Regions from separate parts of the Mus musculus genome. Here region 1 is linked to region 2. The links are chromatin contacts, called in public HiChIP or PLAC-seq maps. All regions are on one chromosome and are shown on one strand. The core of a region is the stretch at or near the end of the contact, and the rest is flanking DNA. Distances in the headings are between cores, read along the strand shown. Region 1 overlaps Camk2d (calcium/calmodulin-dependent protein kinase II, delta). Region 2 has its middle 27 kb from the start of Camk2d.

Evidence for each region. HiChIP or PLAC-seq counts read pairs in DNA pulled down with a chosen protein or histone mark.
Region 1: a contact with region 2 is called in an HNF4G HiChIP or PLAC-seq map of pancreatic cancer cells. The contact joins two enhancer-like sites. A contact is called at or near these places in 6 of 39 promoter capture datasets (the C10 cell line, embryonic stem cells, hippocampal neurons and 3 more), 1 of 15 datasets of contacts at CTCF or cohesin (CD8 T cells), 2 of 484 Hi-C or Micro-C datasets (CD4 T cells and CD8 T cells) and 2 of 115 datasets of contacts at active chromatin or transcription factors (CD8 T cells and pancreatic cancer cells).

Annotation. Positions count from the first base shown.
Region 1 is chr3:126,657,488-126,663,102 of GRCm38.p6, reverse strand. The region is part of intron 2 of Camk2d (calcium/calmodulin-dependent protein kinase II, delta); the gene reads right to left. Among named protein-coding and RNA genes, the nearest start is that of Gm15551, 8.6 kb to the left of the region's middle. Within about 2 kb of position 2,247, at least 158 of the 459 cell types and tissues checked have an H3K27ac peak or open chromatin away from gene starts, as enhancers often do. A contact at or near this core is called in pancreatic cancer cells, where this site is marked.
Region 2 is chr3:126,567,616-126,572,832 of GRCm38.p6, reverse strand. No RefSeq gene overlaps it. Among named protein-coding and RNA genes, the nearest start is that of Camk2d, 27 kb to the left of the region's middle. Within about 2 kb of position 2,047, at least 29 of the 459 cell types and tissues checked have an H3K27ac peak or open chromatin away from gene starts, as enhancers often do. A contact at or near this core is called in pancreatic cancer cells, where this site is marked.

The DNA of each region.
Region 1 (5,615 bases), core at 998-3,497, 90 kb before region 2:
GTTTTCAGGTTCCTGTTAACTAAGTGCTCGTTTTACTGATAGTGACACATCGGCTTAAGCTATTTCTCTTTCTTTTGCAATCGTCTTATCATATATGATACTGCAGTATACAAGATTTTAAAAAATCTAAAAATCTTTATATTCTTCATTTTCAATCCAAATACAATAAATGGCACAGGCATCCTAAGTCCCGCTAAGCACAGGACAATTCAGGCTCTTGACAAGGTACACCTCTCATCTCAAATTGTTTCTAGAGTTTACTCCATTTAATAGATGATAATAAATTGAGTAGCAAAACAACCAAACAAATAAAAACAAATAAACAAACAGAGCCACACATACCATGGCTAAAAACCTGGTTAAACTACCATTTAACTAAGTGGTCTGCTGAAATGTAAATAATTGACATTAGTTAATATTTTACTTAATTTAAAAATAAAAAAACAAAAACAGACTTCTTGAGTTCTACTTCATAATTGGTTAGTTTTATAATGTCAGTATATATGTTTTCCTAATTTAAGAAATAGTCATACTTAAAACTTCAGCTCTGAGTATTGTGACACACACATTTAATCCCAGCACTCTGAGGCAGAGGCAGGAGGATCTCTGTGAGGTCAAGATGAGCCTAATAATATCTATATCTACATATTAAGTCTCAGGCCAGTCAGGGCTATATACTAAGACCCTGTCTCTCAAAAGACAAAACAAAACAAAGCAAATCAAAGCATGGGTTACAGGACCACATGAATTAGGTCAGCCCTTTCTTTTCCTTGTTTACACTATAAAAGAAGATGTTTTACAGGATGCTATGGGTTGGACGTGGTTCATATCCCCAAAGGTTCCTATGCTTGGACTACAACAGCAACACTGAACAGTACTAGAACCTCTTAAAAGATGAGACCCAGTGGGAGGTGTTCAGTCACCAGAGACACCACATCTCATGAGAGTGATTGAAACCTCAGAGGAATAAATGGGTTACCACAAGACCAAAAGCATGATGGGCTATCTCTATTGGTCTTCTTGCTTCCTCCTGTGTAAATGACTCTACCCATTGACGGTAAGCGGTACCATGTTCTCAGGCCCCTAGAGATCAAAACAGATATGGAACAGGAACTAAGTAGACCTCTTTACAGGGTGCAAGGCTTTGGTGTTTCACTAACAGAAAACTGACAACATAAAACAGAATACATGGGGTAAGAAGAAGAATTAAGTTATATGTTTCACACATGCACACACACACACACACACACACACGGAGGGCAAGCTAGAACTTTGTACCACAGAGAAACAAGCCAAAGGTTTCAGATGTTTGGGGTTATTAGGACAAACAATATTTTATATCAGTGTATTGACTTTTTAAACGAATTTTCAAATACTAGCAATGGTATACGAGCAAAACAGGTATTCAAAACTTTTTGAATTGATGTAGAAAGTCACTTCGGCTTCTTTTTTTTTTTTTTAGCTGCAAAATGTTAGTTACCATTTACCGTTCCTGCACATATTCTCAATCTGTAAGCCTTTCAGTTGGGTTCCCTGCTGCCTTTCTGTGCCCTGCAGACATACCCTTGTAGTCAGGAAAACCTCGGTGCCGTGCAGAACAGGCCAAGCTCGTCAGTTTTCCTGTTTCTCTGGTCCAACCCAACGTCCAGCTCTCTCAGACAACCTCTTTCTCTCAGGCTCTGCTTTGGAGAAACCAGGCAGAGACCTTTACTTTGGCCTTTTTAAATTTCATTTGAAAGTAGGAATTTGACCATCCCGCATCAGTTCAGTCTACATAGCATTCTTAACTATCACTGTGCATGAAGTTTTCATTCAAGTGTTCTGCAAACCGAGCTGAAGTGAGTCACCAGGGCTGCCGCATCAAAGAGGCCCTAAGAACACAGGGTAACAAACAGGTCTGGATCCCATGTTTTCCTCGTAGCTGCATGAGTCCAGTCATCAGCTAGTTCCCTTAAATACACATGAGTCAGATGCTCGACAGTGAAGGAGGTACAGGGAATTAGTCAGCGTTCCTCCAACATGAGAAAACTGCCTTCTTTCTGAATTCAAGGTAAGAAAGGTCAGAGAAAATATTCTAAGTGCAACCAATACATTTTTTTCCCCATTCAAGACATTTAATCCGTGATCTCAGCTCCAAGTAATAGGCTCTGTGAACTTATTTTTGCCACCCACCTCTTATCACACAGATGAGAGAAACTATTTCAAGTGGGTGTGATGGCTTCGTTTCAAGCATTTCAAAATCCTCCGCCACCTGCACAGGAAACTCTGACTGAAAACCAGACAGGTTCCTGCTGAGCAGCTAGGATGTGGCAGGTGAGGCCAGGGTTACATCTAGTTATCAGACTGAAATCAACAAGTGGGACAGGCTAGTCCTGGAGGGCACAGGACATGGTGGGCAGGACCCTGGCCATCTAAGACCCAGCCTAACTCACTGCTGACTGTGTTACATGCACTGGATAGGCCATGCTGAGGCAACAATGATACCAAGTAGACACCTATCCCAGAAAAGCCCAGTAGGCAAAGAGTGGAAGTCACCAAGAGCAAGCAACAGCACATGACGGAAGGAACACCCGACACAGGGATATGCTTACCACTGTGGGGACAAGACAGAAAAAACAAAAGCAAGGACGAGGTGAGGGAGTAGAGCATGGCCTTGTGAGTGTGTAGAGGTTTTTCCACTTTGAAGGGGACGAAGTGAGATTGTGACAAAGAGCAAGCACAGCATGACTCATAATCAGGAAGAAACCTACTCAGAGGGCTTGGAGAACAGTGAAGAGTACGAAATGTTTGTCTGTGGACCACAACCTCGAAGGTGAGCCAAAAAGAGTTGAGGTAACTCTGTGATAAACAGCCAGGACGTTCTATTGCAGAAAGGGGACACATGAAACTGCCAGTGGACATGAGATTGGAGGGCTGAGGCAGCTAGATTTTACACACAGTGTAAACTGTGGAACTGACCCAGCAGCTCCAAGCTCTGATGTCAGTGCTAAGTTGCTTGTGTTCCTGGGTCACCTCTAGCACTTAGGAGAGAGGTGGCTAGGGGAAGACTGACTTCTCGGGCTCAGTGAGAATATGATTAGCATCTACTTACAGGATTGGTAAATGATTTCCATGTTAAAAGCCTAGAAGATCAAAGACAGCAAAGGTCTCCCATGTGAGCTCTAGAGGCCTACCACACAAGCCCATAGACTTGAGTTAAAGCCATGCAAGTGGAGAGAACCAAAATGAGGTTGGGCTTAGACCCTGTGTCTGCACAAATCCTACCCCCTCACACACACACACACACACACACACACACACACACACACACACACACACATTAGTAGTAAAGAAATAAGTAAATAAAAAATGCAAAGGAAAAGCCCTGCTCTTATTTTATTTTAGAAAAAGAGTTGATTGTGGAGTACCAGCAGAGGAAAAAAAAAAGACTACAGGGAAAGACTCCAACTACGATGCTAATAAAAATTACAGATGAGAAAATTAAGTGGGACTTGAGGACATTTTGCTGTAAAGCTATCCATCTCATACAATGAGCACACATCATACTGTGTGTCAAACAAGCTACACAGAATCTAAAGCACGCATACATGTTACTATTGCTGCATTCCACCTTTGAGCATTTGTGAAGTCCTATGTGCAAGCAGCCAGGTCAGCTTACAAGTCAAACAGAAACCTACTTTCTAGACACGACCGAGGAAGTGCCACACATGTGTGTATGATTTGGAATGTCGGAAGTTATAAGGAAATGGTTTAAAATAATGATTTTTTTTCTTCTTTGTCTATCAGGAGACTCTCGGAATAAGGGACAGGACGGGGACAATGTGCCCACCTAGGGACACTGCGAGCCACAGAGGCGGTCAGGAGGGACAGGGGGCTTCTGCTTTTCTCCCTCTCCTTTCTGCTCACAAAGTCTCAATTACTGGAAAAACTTCAGAAATCTTTACCCAAAAGCCCACTTAAAAGCCTGAAATTCTACTTCTTAAAAATAAAATAACATTACTCTCCAGTCTAGAAATAACGCCCGAGGCCCAAAGTGCTACGCTGTCATTACGTCTAAAAATAACCTCAACCAGTCATTCTTGAGGTCAGCTTCGAGTGACAACGTGCCATGCAGCCACAGGAGCAGGGGCCCCACTGTGTCCCACTGTGGGCAGAGGACTCCCTAGGACAAGTCTGCTTTCCCCCACTTCAGACACCATCTGCCAAGGGCCGGCTGCCGATCGCCACACAGGCCTCTGGATAGTGGCTAAAATTCCTCAGTATTCCGCCAGGATCTCTTTAAGGGAGATTCTTACAAAATCAGCCCAACTTCTCTCCTAATACCCACCATCTGCATAAATCTCAAACTACCACCACATGCAAGAATTCCACCTCATAGGAACACTAAAGAGACCCCCCACGCCCCCCCCACACCCCACACCCCCGCACTCCAGCTTTTCAAGTTGGAAAATCGAAAGTCAATGAAGGCTACTAAAGTCATTTCTGGAGCTACAGAAACTCAAAGCATTCAAAAATACAATACTGCAGGGGAAGAAAACCCAGAGATGCTTTAACTTTATGTAAAAGTAGTCATAATAATTGTCTGCTTTCCAGAATACGTAATGGACAGCTTTGAAAATGACTGTCCTTTCCATGGAAATGACAATTAGAAAACAAATCTAGTGAAGACAGTGACCAGCAAGTCACTAAAATGTGTTCAATTTTAAGCAACAGTTTTGCTATTAAAATATTTTCAAACCAAATAATAAGGCCCAAATGAATGACAACTAATATAACAGAAAGGTGTCGCTTGGAAATTCTTGTACAAATACATAATCAATGACATGAGACAGACCTTTTTAACTGTCTGTTGCAAATAGTAAAACTGCCAAAATTCTAACTCAGCTCTTTCTCACATCCACGGTGGTCTCTGAAAGAGCTAATCTTCTTAGAAGGCCCCTTGGGAACCAGGTGTGGTGGCAGCACACCTGCAGTCACTGAGGGAGGAGGATCCCCTAAGTTCAAGGCCAGCTTGGGCTACACAGCATGATGCTACCTTAAAACAGGCAGCTGGCCAGCATTATCTTAACCACATCCCCCTCATGCTTTCCTGTAAGAAACACAGAGCTTACTTCAGAATCGTTCTCTTTCCTGAATAATTAAGAATTTTTGAAATTGAGTCTGCACACACACAAACGATTTCGGGCCATACACCACATATCTAAAGTCATGTTATGTCCTGGATACATTTTAAATATAATCACTGGGGAAAGAAAGAACAAAAACCCTTCAGCCATTATTTCTCAGCAATGGCAATGGAAACAGCTGCTCTCTTCCTTCCCTTTCCTTTCCTTCCCTTCCCTTCCCTTCCCTTTTCCCTTTTCTCTTTTCCCTTTTCCCTTCCCTTTTCCCTTTCCCCTTCCCTTTTCCCTTTTCCCTTCCCTTTTCCCTTCCCTTCCCTTCCCTTTCCCCTTCCCCTTCCCCTTCCTTCACCTTTCCCCTTCCCCTTCCCCTTCTTCCCCTTCTTCCCCTTCTTCCCCTTCTTCCCCTTCTTCCCCTTCTTCCCCTCCCCTCCCTCCCTCCTTCCCTTCCTTCCTTTCCTCCTTTCTTTTTTTTTTCTTTCCTTTTTTTTTTTT
Region 2 (5,217 bases), core at 798-3,297:
TCTCCAGAAAGCTGAAAAAAGTCAAAGTCATGTGGAATGTTACATGGGGGTAATTATATGCAAACATATACTTTCTGTGGTTCAGTGCATACATAGGAATGGGGAGATGGCTCAGTGAATAAAGGTGCTTGCCGTGTGATCTGGTTACATTCTGTTGCTATGGCAAATACCATAACCAAAACAACTTGGAGAGGAAAGGGTTTATTTTGTTTGATACTTCAGGTCACAATCCATTATTAAGGGAAGTCACAACAGACACTTAAGCAAAGAACCTGAAGAAGAAATCATAGAGGAAATCTGTATGTTGGCTCACTCACTGGATGATGTTCAGCTGGCTTTCTTATACAGCCCAGAGTCCAAGGCTATCTGCCTAGGGATGGTACCACCCATGATGGGCTGGGAACTCATAAATTGATTAGCAGTTAAGACAACTTCCCATAAACATGCTCACAGGCTAACCTGATATAGAAAATTCCTCAGTTGGAGTTCACTCTTCCCAGGTGATTTTAGGTTGCATCATGTTGACAATAAAGGCTACCCAGCACATCATGTAAGTTTAAAGACCTGATTTTGAATTCCCAAAACCTGTGTATATAAGCCAGATGGGTGAGTTTGAATACCTATTCCTGGAGGCAGAGACAGCAAAAAATGACTTAAGAGTCCCTGGCTCTAACAAGGTGGTAGGTGAGAAACAACACTCTTACTTTTATATGCATATCATAGCTCAAGTGTGCCAGTGCAAACAAATGCCCATTATATATGTATACCCACACACGCAATTAGAGGTAACAAATGTAGAAGAAAAATATTCCAAAGGAAAGGAATGATGGATGAAAGCATAATTTTAGCCATTGTTTTTGACAAGGTATTATTCATGGGTAAGTCTATTAAGCATAATTATGTAAATGATCCCCAAAGTATAAATAGTCTTTGGCAATGTTTAACCACTCATATGTGGGGACCAGTTAAGAGTGGTTTGGATTTTACCAGAACTTCTATTTTTGCCATGGAATAATAATTAAGAAAGGTGAAAGGGAATTATAACATCTGGGCAAAGTTGGGGTAAGTATGTTCAAAATACACTGTACATGTATGAATATTCAGAGAAGAAATCAACAGTACTAAAAACAGTTATATAGTAGAAGTATAGAGCAACATAGGTATGGTGACACATAGAGACATAGGGTTGATAAGCTTAATGAGCCAGTGAACCAAATGTCATATTGGAACAAGTAGGCTTAAAGAAGTAGAGATGGCAGAATGAAATGTTTGGAATCAAAACTCAGAGATAGTACAGGGTGTGACCTGGTATGACATGAGTGGGTCATGGAGAGCAATATGGATAAAACCACAGACACTGTGGAGACAAAGGGATTTGGAAAGTGACATCTTAGGTCACATGGTTGTATTTGGAAGCTGATAGACTGACAATACAAAAGGCACAAGAGAGTGAGGGGGCATTGTAGATCTTGCAGCTCTTTCTCCAGCAGCATGTCTGCCTGGACACTGCCACTCTCCCTACCATGACCATAATGGATTAAAGTTTTGAAACTGTAAGCCATCCCTGATTAAATATTTTCCTTTGTAAGAGTTACCCTGGTTTATGGGGTCTCTTCACAGCAATGCAAACCCTAAGACAGAAGTGGAGAGAAGAATGGGGGTCAACATATGTGAAACTGAGTTCCTTGAGAAACTAGGTTTCTGATGATGCTACCCGTGAGCCGGTATTGAAGCACTGTGAGTTTTGCTTTGGAAATCACAGAACACTCTTGTGCAGTGGTCTAGTGTAGTTGATCACTCCTGCAGCTGGAGCTAGAGTAGCAGGGAGGAGGTGGTCTCAACCTTGAGATGTCAGAACAAAGGAAGTGTAGAAGTCTCAGTCTCAGTGTAAATAGCTAGAGAATGACTGTTACCCAGCAACCTCTCCTTTCTATCAAGAGCCTTTTCAGTGATGCTGGTAATTGGAAAATCTCCCACAGAAGATTTTGATTACTCATCTTTGGTGAGTAACTGAACCAATACCACATCAGCTATATGAGCGTCATTGCTAGTTGTTGACAACTTCTGATGAGTAAGCATTGTGGTATGTATGTAAACTGGCCACATAGTTGCTATCTTAAATTTTGCTCTTGTTTCCATTCCAAAAGACATGAGTGCCATTGAAACTGTAGAATATATGAAGAAAACATATTTTATTAATTCTATTGTATTCATTATTTATTTGTTTTTATTTTATGTGTATGGGTAGTTTTACTGCTTGTATGTCTGTGTACCATGTGCATAGAGTTCCTGCAGAGGCCAAAACAAGCTGTCATATCCCCGGAATTAGGATTATAGTTGATTGTGAATCACCATGTTAGCACTAGGAAATGAACCCTGGTCCTTAGGAAGAGCAACAAGTTAATCACTGAGCCATCTCGCCCATATTATTTTTTAAAATAACTATTAAAACAAAGATGTCTTTCTTTAATTAAAGAGAAAAAAGGGCTTAGATATGGTCCAATTGTATTTTGGGTTGTAGACAAAATATGGAAAGTATACTGTTTAATTATAAACTTGTTTATGAATAGGCAAATGACTGTAAATGCTAATTCTACACAATCAGAAATAAATATGCAAATGCCTTTAAGTGTCATGACGTTTACAGAAAATTTGAAATAAGCAGTCAAGTTAGAAGCTCGACTCTGCCTTTATGTACTTAAAGTTATAACACTTTTTTTTCCATGAGACAAACTAAGTTCATGTGCTTTTAACTTGGCAACAATCTCCTTACCTAGAGAAAGATGCCATGGACGAGCAAAGGCCATGCTAAATTCACCTGAAGCAAAACCCTAGAGGATCACCAATCTCACCCATCTTTTCTCATCTGCAGAGGGGATCATACCAAGCTCTTTCCCTATACAGGGTCTGGTAGTCAGCTCTTTGACCTTCTGGAGGAAGAAAACATGTGCAAATCTTCAAGTCCTAGAAACAACAAAGAATTCTACTTGTTTATCTCCCAGAACATTGGCGGGAGTATCGTGTTCAGTCCTGACAAACAAAGGCATCCTAAAGAGTGATGAAAGTACTCAGCGCCTAGCATCAGTCATGTGACAGTACAATGGTTGTCGCTGGGCTACAAGTAGAAATAACAGCAGCCGCAGCATGTTCGTGGAATTAGAAATGTTTCTAGGCTTTATATAGAATAAATAAATATACAGTTTTATTTAATGAACTCGATTGAAGTGTCCAGTTAAGCAAAATGATTCAATGATATGACTAAAGCCCATAAAACAATGTTTTGAATTCCATAGCTCGATGGTCCTCATTCGGATAGTCAGAAAAATGGTAAATCTTCACTCCATTTGTAACTACATAAGCATCTTGGGGTTTGCAGAAAAACAGGGCAGTGGTAGGTTGATTATAAATTAAGTGGCTCTCCGAGAGGCCAGGCTGATCAAATTAGTATTTAAGTATGTGGGTAAGAATGTCTAAAAGAACTGTAGTTACTGCTCATTGCCTAATCTGCTCAAACTGCTGGACTCTCAACCTTCAGCTATACTTAGCTTAACTGTTTGAATAGTCCATAATTGCAGTGCAGAGAAATCAGATGAGGCAAACATGCAACATAACAGCTAGACACAGCTCAGTAGAATTCATTTTGTTGAGAATTATGAGTTTGCAGAGAAAACAGGAAGGAGAGTTGCAGGCTATCCACAGGTTGTTATTAAACCTATCAACAATAATCTCGTAAATTCGTTGTCTACCTTGAATTTTAGTTGTGGAATCTGTGGGGCTCCTGGTGTGGGAAATAAAGGGGTGGGAGAGGATTTGAGTCCCACCAGAGTTCCAGTGCTCTGAGTGGGTGGACCCGGGGGAATGGCGCATGCTCTCTATGAGACCCCGGGTGGGTGTTTGGCTGTGGGAAGTCACAGAACCCCTGTCCTCTGGGGTAGAGAGGAAGCAATTCGGGGTCTCTGGACCTTACGGAGGCCAGAGATGACCGGTTCTCAGTCTTACCGTGGGGATGAGAGAGTCTTGGCTAGCTCAGGCTGCTAGTTCGGCGGGTGGCTTGGGTTGGCTGGTGGCTGGAGCTGGAGCACAGGAAAGCCTTCTGGGGGTTAGACTTGGCTCTTTAGAAGAAAGCCAGCTCTGATGCCCCAACACGGCGAGTCTCAACGAGCAGAGACAGTCCTTGGCTTTAGAGCTTTACTGTAGAAAGGCAGAGAGAAAGAGAGAAGGTAGAATAAGAGGCTGGCCATGGCCATGTGGAGAGAGGGGAGAAGGGAGGGGGAGAAGAAGCACTAAAGAAGAAAATAGGAGAGGTGAGAGCTTAAGAGAGAGAGGAGGGGCCAATCAACCCCTTTTATAGTTGCAGGCTAGCTTGTAGTTAGTTGCAGGGTAGCTCTGGGGAGGAGCATGCCTGGCTATTGTCAGGTAACTGTGAGGGTGGAGTCTAGCCAGAATGCCAGGAACTTGGGACATTGTCTGCATGACTGATAGTCACAGGATTATGGAGTTTGGGGCTCCATGGTGTCAGGCTGGGAGCATGTCTGTCTGGGAGCATGGCACACTGTTCCATCCCTTGTAGAGTTTCTACTGGGTCTCTGGAGTAAGTCTCGCTCAATCAGAAAACAGGCTGCCTTTCACAGTCCCACAGGAATCTATTCAAGAGAGCTTTAAAAAAACTTCCTAAAATGAACTATCCCACTGAGATGGTTCCTGAATTTGGGTTGACTGGATACCAATGTAACTAAATAGTAAGTAAACAGAACTGCAACTGTTGTGTTTATGGGATCAACTTTGAATCAGAATGACAGTAGAAAACATTAAGTGTTTAGAGGTGTCAGGCTGTATGGCTAACACATCATGCTAAGGTGTTGAGGTGAGATCCAGGAGGGATGAGAATGGAGAGGAGTTGGTACTTCGATTTGTATGTGGTAGGGACCAGAGTCTAAAATGTAGCCTAAATAGTCAAAGATCGTTTGTGGTGGTTATTTGTAGCTGTTTTATTACTTTTTAATTACTACTTATAAATCAGAGTTTCTTACCAAGATCTTATACATGTCACTGATGATATTAAAATGGGATTGAATGAATACTCAGTAATAGGCAGGTAGAACTTCTCTGGAGTAATAAGATGCTGAGTAGAGAGTGTCTTCATTACTGTTCTCTTGTTATGAAGAGACACCATGACCTAGGTAACATATAAACACACACACACACACACACACACAC